2 separate regions of the Hordeum vulgare genome follow, and region 2 is linked to region 1. Evidence: chromatin contacts called from public Hi-C data. All regions are on one chromosome and are shown on one strand. The core of a region is the stretch at or near the end of the contact, and the rest is flanking DNA. Distances in the headings are between cores, read along the strand shown.

Region 1 (5,317 bases), core at 1,309-3,808:
GTCTATTTTGAATTGTGTTGCAGGAACATGTATGATCCTTAGGGACCGACGTGGCAACATCATATTCAGCTCATGTATATATCTTTTTTCTTGTGATGACGTGCTTGAAACTTAGATTTCGGGCATTCAAGAGGGCCTCTTACTCGCTTTGCAATGGAGCAATCTACCTATTGTTGTTGAATCGGGCAGTTTAGAAGTAATGAAGATGATTCAAGGGGGAGATGCCAATAGATCTAAATATGTCTTTTTAATAAAGGAGATCAAAGATAGTTTGATCGAGCGTAATTCTTGTATTACTCATATTGCCCGTAGCAAAAACAATGCTAGTCACTTCCTGGCAAGTTTTGGACGATCACAATGCCAAACTGTTGTGTGGCTTGGTTTGGATCCGGATGCACTCCTTGGCATTGCGAGTCGTGATTGCAATCTTCGAGTGTTGAATAATACAAGTATTATCTCGCAAAAAAAGTAGTGTTTGTTCATTGTGTGTCCCCTTGATGCTTTATTTCGAACTAATAAAAATCATCTTATATAAAAAACACCTTGGAATAATGATTACGCACTTGTCCACTAAAAATAGGATCGGGCATTTTTAACTTGATTTGGTATTATGGATGTTAATATATTTTTATGTATTTGGTTAAAGTTTATAAAGTTTGACTTAAGACAAAGCTAATAGTCACAGTTTAGAAGACACAGTTAAATTTACGTGCATTTCTATAATAGATAAGGTATAGGGTGCATTGCATTTACTCCTAGCAGCTAATTAGTACTATGTTGTACTACTTCTATATGTATGTGTAATGTGAATGCTAGTTCTTAATCCATCTCACATTCAATCAATAACCACCTAGGTTATAGAGAATTTTCAATCACACGTTCTAAACCGTGAGGATTTAAAAATGCGTGAAGTAAATAAAATTGAAGCGAGTAGTAGTACGGATCATGGTTAATAGTATAGCCAGCTGCTGGCTATAAGGCTTTGCGATATCATCCATAACCCATTTTATAGCTAATATGTACAATGCTCCCTCCGTTCCTAAGGCCCTGGTTGGAACCACTCAGATTATATAATCCAGTTTTTATAATCTATTTTGTCTTCACACATGACAGATTATGGTGTAGATTATAAAAACTAGATAGACAGATTATTAAAAACTCATAATCTACTCTACCCCAGCTAAAATCAGATTATAAATTGCTAGTGACCCATTACCCTTGTAAAGTTGGATTTAATTACATTCCTACCACCGCCACCCTCCTCTTTAAAAAAAACAGAGGGCAGGCAAGCCATTATGCAATGTAAACCTGGATTACAGTTTATATAATCTGGCGTCCAAACATGTTCACCTCGATTATTTTTATAAACCAGATTATAATCTATCTTCATAATGCAGATTATCATAATCTATTGTGGTTCCAAACAGGGCCTAAATATAAGGTGTATTAGTTTTTCAAAAAGTCGACCGTTGTCTATGTTTGACCAACGTTATAGAAAAATATATAAATATTTACATTACCTAATATATATAATATAAAAGTATATTTCAGGGTGAATCTAGTGATAATGACTTCGTATACTAGATATTGATATTTCTGTGATAAAGTTTGAGAAGTTTGATTTTTTGAAAAAATAACACACGGAGGGAGTAATTGGTTAGAAATACTATTTTTTTATTATAAGGTTCATCTTTCATTCTTACAAAGTGTCTGAAAACACAGGCTAAAATTGACTCCTAACTAAGAATCCGGTTACTCAACTCTAATTGTGTTCGCTGTAAAACGCACAGTGGTTTTGGCCTTTACGCACCAATCCACTGCGAAATCATCGCGCTGGCCGTGTGCAGTAGATTAAATGCGCGCGGCCGTTAAGGATAGCCGGTAAAAGAGCGGCATGAATATAGCCAGCTCGAAAGTGAGCAGTAAATACATACAGGGCCAAATGGAAGCCCCGCAGTGGCCAGTGGTAACGGCTTTCACGCGTCCGTCGCTTCCGAAAGCGGCCGAAAGGCTGAGTGAGGGGGACGAGTGACGGTGGCACGGAACCCACGGCGGGATTCCCCTCTCTCCAGAGAGAGGAAAAGCCCGGAAAAGTGGCGACGACAAGGACGCACGCACGCGGCTGCAGGCCGGTTGCCGCACCCGATCCAGCCTCCTCGGACTCCGGCCCCGGCCCCGGCCGCCGTTTCGCGGGCTTTTCTTCTCTCCCCTCGTGGACCAGGGCCACCAAACCCCTCGCCCTGGCCCGCAAGTCAGCCGCGCTGGGCGTCGACATAAACCCCCCCCACCCCCACCCTCCGCCCGCTAACCGCGAGAGCGTCAGGTAGTAGTAGGACTAGTAGTACTACTACTACTACCATGCGTCTGCTGACTCCTCCCCCCACCTGACCTGACGACTCTCGCCTCCGCCGTTCCGGAAACAGACTCGCTCTCCCTTCCACGCCCCGCCCCGCATGGATCGCTCCGCTCGCCGCCGCGCCCGCGGCGGCGGAGGATCCCCGCCGGCGCCCTCCACGCGCGCGCGCCGCCGCGGCGCCGCCGAGGCGATCGTCATCGACCTCGATGCCGCCGACGACGGGGCGGCACCTGCGGCTGCTGCTGCCGCCGCTAGCAGGCGCTCCTCCTCCTCTTCGGCGGCGACGACGCCGGTGCCGCTGGTTGGGTCGGTGGCGACGCGGACCCGATCGAGGAGGCTGACGATGCAGCCGCCGGCGCCGGAGGAGGCGCCCAGGGCCAAGAGGAGGAGGAAGGGGACGACGGGCGCGGATGCCGACGGAGGCGGTGGGAGCAAGGGCGCCCGGCCTTCCAAGTCGGAAACGAGACCGAATCGTCGTGGGCGGCCCCCGCGCGCCTCGGGGAAGAGCAAGGAGGCAGAGGCGGAGGCGGAGGCGGATGCGCCCGCCTGTGGAGACTGGGTGGAGGTGCCTCGGTGTGACGGCGGTGGGCGGCGAGGTGATGATGCTTCCGGCGATGATAATGGCGAATCTCGCGCCGACGAGGCATGCGGCATTGGCCAGGGGAGCCACGAGCATCGCAGCGCCGCTAGTGGGGATCGAATCAATGAGCATCGTAGGAGTGGGGCGGTCAATGGTTCGAATTCCAGTCATCGTGGGAGTGAGGCGGTATCAGGCGATGCAGACAGAGGTCGGCTGGGTGCTGGTTTTCATGGGGACGAGGAGCATATGAACCAACAGGATACAGTGGACTGTGGAAACAGGGAGCTGCCGTCCGAGGGGGATGCCATGGGTGGGGAGGTCGCAGCATCTGAAGATGACTATGAAGATGACTATGACGACGAGATGTTGGAGGAAAGACTGGTTGCAGATCTGATCCGTACTTACAGTAATGGTGATAATTTGGAGGCAAGTAATGGTGCTTACGGTAATGGTGGTGATTTGGAGGAATCCGAGGATGAGATGGGATTCACTGATGATGGTGATGATGACGATTTTATGCATGATGCAGATGAATGTGGCATGTCTGAACCAATCAACGACGATGCTAAGGCGCCAATCAACGATGATGCTAAGGCGGGAGCGCAGGATCCGGTGGATCACAAGGTTGTTGCTGGTGAGGTTAGGTGCCATGAGGAGGACAAAGAAGAAGATGTTATCAAGGATGAGGTGGAGACAAAGCAAGAAGGAGCGACGGGCTTTAGTCAAGGGAAATCGCATATAGAAATTCTTGATTCCGACGAGGAAGTAAAAGTGCTCAATGATGCCAGTAAGGCCTCGAAGAGGAAACCGTTGCTGCGAAAAAAGGAACCTGTCGTGCCATGTGTTGCATGGAGGACTCGGTCATTATGGGGGCTTAAGCAAGATAGGATGTCGTACAATGCGTATTTTGAGGAGTTGTCCGATGAGCCAGAAGAGGAGGATGATTCAGAAGTGGAACTGGACGACGAGGATGGTGACAGTGACGACGATGACAATAGTGCCAGTCATGATTCAGAAGTGGAACTGGAAGAAGAGGAAGCAAAAATGAAAGCGAAAGAGGAAGAAGAGGCCGAAATGAGAAAACGCAAGAAAGAAATGGCCTCATCTTCGGTAAAAGTAAGGGCAGGGCATTTGCCTCTTTATATGAATAATAATAGAGGGAAGAGAATACAAAAAGCAACCCCAAACAGGTGCAACAACTCAAAGCCAGGGAGGAGGATACAAACCCACCACAGAACTGACTCATCTGATGATGAGATAGGTGATCATACTGTAGCAGATGGTTTCAAGTGGGAGGTTCACAAAAAACCAGGGATTCAACCACTGAACTTTGATAAAGATGGCAGCGAGGGTCCAGTGGGCAATGACATTACGCAGCATCAGAAGCAGTCATATTTTACTTGGGATCTTGAGAGGAGGAAAAGGCTGAAGCTTGAAACGACGACTAAGGAACGTCAATTGTTTGAGCGGCATTTGGATTCGGATTCTAGCCCATCCAGTTCGGATCAGAACAAAAGGCATGGTGATGATAGCAAAATTGGGAGGGAAAAGAAGCATTTGTCATCAAAATCTGGAAAATCTGCCAAGAAATCCAGTCGTTTAGGTGCAAAAACGCTAAAGCGGCAGTCACTTCTGAAGCTTCTGATGGATAAAATGTGTAGTGATAAAGATGGAGGATTCTCTCCTTTTGAGCAGCATCCTCAGTTCGACTATAATTTCAAGGATCCTCATCCATTGGTATTCTCATTTGGCACTGAAACTTCTACACCAGCTGACATACCAGAGCAAAGTGCCAAAGAAAATATGCTATGGGGTGACTTTGACTTTGCTTTAGAATCAGAGAATATTGGAACCTACTATGATGACGAGGTACGTTTGTATTGCAGCATGACAATTGTCTCTGACCTTGCAGATGCATGACTGTTATTCTTCTGTTTTCCTCCGTGTTGTTGATTTGATTATGGTAACCAATCCCTTATTTTTTTAAAGTAGGTGTTCAATTTTAAAATTTCTGCAGTTGTTTAACTAGACCTGGCTATAAGCTAATAACTGCACAGACTGAGCTGTATCGAGATGATATCCAATCTGAATATATAACATGATTAACTTCTGAAGACTCAGACTAGACCAGTTTAAGGAACATGGAGCTTATGATTCACGCTGATCAAGAAAAAAGAAGGGATTTCACCTAATGTGACGCTGACCCATCGCAGCTTCATCCCTGTATCCTCAGATAAAAGAACAGGACTAGTTTCATAATTTCAATGTTTACCAATATTTTAAGGGAACACGCTTTGAGAGTGATTATCTCTGCTTGGCATGATCAGCTAATGTTGACACAGACCATACTTTATGCTACTAACTGGTGGCGGAGCTTCCCT
Region 2 (5,510 bases), core at 68-2,567, 700 kb before region 1:
GTCTTGGAGATGCCCTTATGAACCAAAAATTTCTCCCCCTTAGTTTTCATGGTTATATTAAAAAAAAGCTAAGTACAAACACTCTATTTCTTTTCTTTTTTTCTTGTAATGTACTCCTGCTTTTGCAACGGGAGCATGATGCGTCATTGATCCGCTCAGCAGCAACGAACTTGCCTCATTACTTTGTTGGTATGTTGATCTTCACTGGTCGATCTGGGAAACTAGGATGAAAATCCGTATCTTTGTTTAATCTGGCTGGACGTGACGACCATGACATGGGGGCATATATCTCTTCTTGAAAGCGTTGCTTGTTGTTGCACAAGAAATCGATTGTGCTAAAATTCGTATCTTGTAACTATGCTTGTTATGTACTCTTCTTGCTGATGTTTTTGGCTTGGTTGCCTTGCATCAATTTTAACAAAAATGATTGTGTGCATGGAATCACACTCGCTGGTTGCTCCACTGTATTTGCTTGATGTATAAGGTACTCTCCATTCTTCCTTTCTTGTTTACAATTCTATAAGGTACTGCCCATCACTCACTCACTTGCTCATGTGCCCCTGTTCGTCCGAGTGGCAAAGGAAATGGCGAAGAAAAGATGGAAGAAGGCTCAAAAAGGGGTAAACAAAAGATAAAATCAACAGAAAGCTCGAAATTATCACTAACAAAAACAATCGTGTCGTAAAGAAGGGTCGGTCTGGGGATGGCCCAGGTTGTTACAAACCTCTAATCATGCGTGTGGTTGCATTAACAAACTCTATCCTTGGAAAGCAACTAAGCTCTCTTTTCCAACAAATTCACTTTGTTTGTCTCAGATCGTCGGCATGTGATACACGCGAACCACCGCCCTGGTGTTTGCAATTGCAAGCACCAAACTGCAAAATTACACCAGCATAGTCAAAGGGATTAAACCCTTTACTTGTCCTTTGACAGGAAGCGAACCAAATCCCAGCGGATTCAGAGAAACTTCTCGGTGACAAAAGACACCCCACAAGGTGCATATCTGCGGCAGGTCTGAGCAATCCAAACCATGCATAATTAGTACTACATTTATCGTTGGTTAATAGGCCAAGCATGGGCTCTGCTCCGAGCACGCTTGGTCAGTCAAGATCTGCGCTGATGCTGACAGCACCCATCGGCCGTTAGAAAACGCTCACCAACACATCTTGGCACCAACTCCCAACCCAATCTAGCTTGTGATCGGCGTTATCCATCCGCTCCTTTTATCGGTAAGTGAGCACTAATAGGGTAGGGGGGAGCTTGTTCCGTTCCGATAAGCACCGGTAGGGGTTTGGTAGTAGCTAAGCTATGATCCAACTCCGGTCGGTCCGGTGGTTGCATGTAGATGATCTAATCCGGTGGGGTGTTCCTGCCCCTCCTATGCTGAACTGGTAGTAGGACTAGGAAGGATCAGATCGCATAATGCATGTCACTTACTGTCCACACACTTAATGAGCACTTTGTGCTTATATGATGTGCACTTTGAGAGCTTCAGTCATAAACTGGAGAAGATGCCGTGCACGAATCATTCTGCCGTCGATTTAAGACAATAGTGACTCCGATGCGGTGGGATGGTCCGTGTGGCACTGGTCACTTTTCATCAAGAGATATATTATCCTCTCTTTTTAATGGTAATGCTACTACATAAGAATACTGTTTCTTTTCTTCTGGATTTCTTTTTCTTCCTAGGGCAGAATGGCCTTTTTTGTAGTGCATAAGCAGAACCATATATTAAATATCGCAAGCTTGTAACTTTTGCCCTGTGCAAGTAGGCAACTTAAACAAGAGCAGCTCCTCTTTTCAGGTCCAAAGGTGGCTTGCGGTTGAATCGTCTCCCCATCTTCAACGCACGTAAGAAAGAAATTATGAGCAGGGAGGAATGCCGTGCCACTAGAAGTAGTGCTCACTGGATTATGTGTAGCTAAACGTGATTGGCCGCACTTGATTTTAATCATGGCAACGCTCATGGCTGTTGCCCGGGTTCAGGTGCCTCTGGACAACGCGAAATTTAGCCACTGCTGTTGGAACGAACATAGTATAAGCGAGCTTTCTCTGCGACTCGACAGCACTCGAAGAAGAAACAAACAGTACATGGTACTCTGATATGTTCCTCAGAACAGAAACTGTCTGATCCTGCGTAAGAGAAACACCAAATCTATCTTTTTCTTCATTCTGGGAACTGGAATGTTTTGCCAGAATCACCATAGATGCATGCATAGCAGTTAAAATCTCAACAGCTCGACAACATATACAGCAGCTTTGGGAAGAACGCACATGCAGCATTGATCTGCATCACAGCAGGAACACCTGCAGTCCACATTAAGCCACGGATTCTAAAATTCTACCAGCACAGCCGCCAAACAAGTCAAGGATACAGACAGGGGCACTATCAATTAAATTAATGTTCAGGTCCAAACCTGTACACTGCTATATGATACACTGAAAGAGAAAAAAAAAACGAGTCAGGCGCATAATTATACATGCATGCAAGAACCCTAGGTGCTGGTTATCATGTCTATTTCAAGGTTTTCACCCTCTCTTCTTCTTTCCCCTCCTGCCTATCAACACGCAAAATACAGCCCGCCATGCCTATCCGATGAAGATACCTATGTGCAACTTGCAACTCCACTGCATTAAATATGAAATGGTGCACAATGGAAGGGAGCAAGAAATCATGTATGGGGTCAAAAGAATGCCCAAGGCTATGAACAAATGCCATTAGAAGCTTCCGTCGGTGATGGGATATCATCGAGAATCACATCAGCAGGGTCCCCAACCCAAAGTCTGTCCCTCCACCGAAACTTGATCCTCAGCTTCCCATTTGCATCCACGCCTATAACCTCACCTTTACTTGCATATGTCTCCATACCCCATCCCCATCTCGGGGCAACAAGACCGGATCGGATCCGCACTCTGTCGCCTTGCCGGAAGGGCCTAACCTTCTCCACCTCCCAACCTTTGCATAACCATAGTCTCTCGCAGAAACAGAATGAAACCCAGAGCTCCCCAGCCCCGGCCCTGTGGACCACCCCTATGCTGTTGTGGTTCACATCACCCCATTGATATGTGGGGATTAGAACCGAGTCCTTAACCTTTACCCAGTCTCCAATGCAGACTTCCTCCTCTTCCTCCACTTTTTCCACCTCTGCTGGGTCTATCAACCAAGCCCTGGCACCAGCTGGTGTGTGAATCCTTAGCTTCCCATCAGCATCAACAGATGAGATGGTCCCTATACTTGAATGATTATGATTAGACCATCCAAATCTTGGCTGGCGGATACATCCTCTGATCCGCACACGCTGCCCAACAACAAACCTGCTGACTTCTTCAAGCTGGCTAGAAAACCCTATCCATCTTTCCAACTCACCGCAAAATGCCACATGGATGGTTCCATCCCAAGCATCATCTTCATATCCAATCCCATGCACCACCCCAATGCTACCTGGTTTGAGTGACTTCCAGTCATCTGCATTATTCTTCAGCCTTACCCAGTCTCCAACCTCAAAGACTTGCTCAATCTCTAGATCTGCAGGATCACCTCTCCACAACCCAGGGACACCAAAGATGGCCACCCTTACTTCTCCATCAGCATGTACACCAGCAATTATGCCCCTCGAATCAGGCTTTGCGTCTCTCCAACCCCATCTCGGCTCTGAAATTCCAGCACGGAACCGAACATGATGACCAATCTTAAAGGGCTGTACTTTCTCGATGTCTGTATTGTGAGTTAACCATTTCCCTTTCCTGAAACAACCTGCCAGCTCCAGGTAACCAGAGTCCTGAATGCTATGGACCACTGCTATGCTTATTTTTCCAACACTGTTCCAATCATAAGTAGGTCTGCTCCCAATACTTGGCTTCAAACGCACCCAGTCTCCAACCTCAAAAGCTGAGAGCCTCTCAGCATCACCTGGAGCGACCTTCCACAAGCTGTTTCTGCCGGAAACCTTAACATTTAGAGTGCCATCCATGTCTATCCTCGAGATGGCCCCAATGGTTGCTGCAGTTTCATTTGACCATCCAAGGCGTGGCTCAGATATGGAAGGTAACACATGAACCTTTTCACCCACTTCAAATGGCTGTGCCTTCTCTATGTCTGCTACCGAACAAAGAAAAAGCTTGCTTCTGAAGCAGAAAGCAACACCCATGTCCCCATCTTCTTCTAGACTATGAACTACACCGATGCTGCTACGAGTCACATCCTCCCAGCCATATTTTGGGGATGGGACTGTTGCTTTGACTCTAACCCAATCACCAACCTGCAAGCACAAACTGAAGATGAGGATCTAGGATGTGCTCTACAAATATCAGACAAAGAATAGCTCTAACACAAAACAGCAAAAAACTGAAAGTAGCTAATGAAGGGGGAAGTAGGAAGCTTCATACCTTAAAATCATCGATCTTCTCCATGTCTGATGGATCTGCCTGCCAATGTGCAGATCGATTAGGGATATCAATTATGAGCAGACCATCACTCTCGATGTCGATTATTTTTCCCACGCTGTGATGAGTTTCACCACCCCAGCCGTATCTGGGCTCTGCAATAGATCTCTTTACGCAAACTTGGTGTCCAATCTGGAAAGTACGAAGATAAAAGAATATCACGCAAAGAAAATCAAAACAGGACAGAAAATATCACAGAAGCACACATACACAAGGGCCAGTTTGTCATTTGCTGTGTAGCTCAGTCAAAACTAGTCACCTTTACAAAATTGACTAGCCAGTTATCATAGTAAAAAGATCTCTGTCATGGTCTTAATGAGGTTGTTGTTTAGTTAGTCCAATAAAAAGTGCAGACAAATACTAATATAACACCAAACAAACTCCGCTTCATGATAAAGACATCTGAGTATGGAGTTGTGGACCTCATGAAAACGAGTGGTATAGAAGTACAAAACAAATACCTTGAAGGGGTCAACATGTTCGACCTCCTCTGGCTCACAAAGCCATGGATTGGACAGATAGCAGAGGCCCAATAAAAGGCTGCTGTCTGGTCTGATCGAGTATACAACACCAACGCTTCCAGGCGTAATAGATTCCATGCCATGTACGGCAACCGTTAGTGAGGGACGAATCCGGACCCAGTTGCCAACCTTATATTCTTCAACCCTTTCAATTTCAGCAGGATCAGCCCTCCATCCCCTAGATGCTCCTGGAAAACCAACTCTCAAGATCCCATCATCATCGACACAGAGAACTGTGCCAATGCTATCTCGTGACTGACCACGCCATCCAAATCTGGAGAAACAAAGGATTATCAGAAGACCATTCATTTTAACACACAGAGGTTGCCTAAGTACATTGTGTTTTTCTTTTTCGAATTATTAGGTTGGATACTTAATAGATATGCAGTAAGAACTACTCCCTCCGTTCCTAAATATAAGACCTTTTAGAGATTTCACTATGAATTACATACGGATGTATATAGACATATTTTAGAGGGTAGGTTCACTCATTTTGTTTCGTATATAGTCCATAGTAGAATCTCTAAAAGGTCTTATATTTAGAAA

Evidence for each region. A called contact is a pair of places that touch in the nucleus more often than the background predicts.
Region 2: a Hi-C map of leaf shows a contact between it and region 1, with 3 times the contacts expected there. The contact joins the enhancer-like site here to the promoter of LOC123442278 in region 1. A contact is called at or near these places in 2 of 6 Hi-C or Micro-C datasets (leaf and seedling).

The regions. Positions count from the first base shown.
Region 1 is chr1H:423,603,229-423,608,545 of MorexV3_pseudomolecules_assembly, reverse strand. LOC123442278 (SNF2 domain-containing protein CLASSY 3-like) reads left to right here and starts at 2,558. Exons shown (of 5, transcript XR_006630462.1): 1 at 2,558-4,805.
Region 2 is chr1H:424,301,353-424,306,862 of MorexV3_pseudomolecules_assembly, reverse strand. It overlaps LOC123442345 (E3 ubiquitin-protein ligase KEG), which reads right to left. Exons shown (of 15, transcript XM_045118359.1): 13 at 4,905-5,238; 14 at 4,387-4,575; 15 at 2,373-4,259. The coding sequence ends at 2,703. Among protein-coding and RNA genes, the nearest start is that of LOC123442345, 16 kb to the right of the region's middle. Within about 2 kb of position 1,317, at least 2 of the 3 cell types and tissues checked have open chromatin away from gene starts, as enhancers often do. A contact at or near this core is called in leaf, where this site is marked.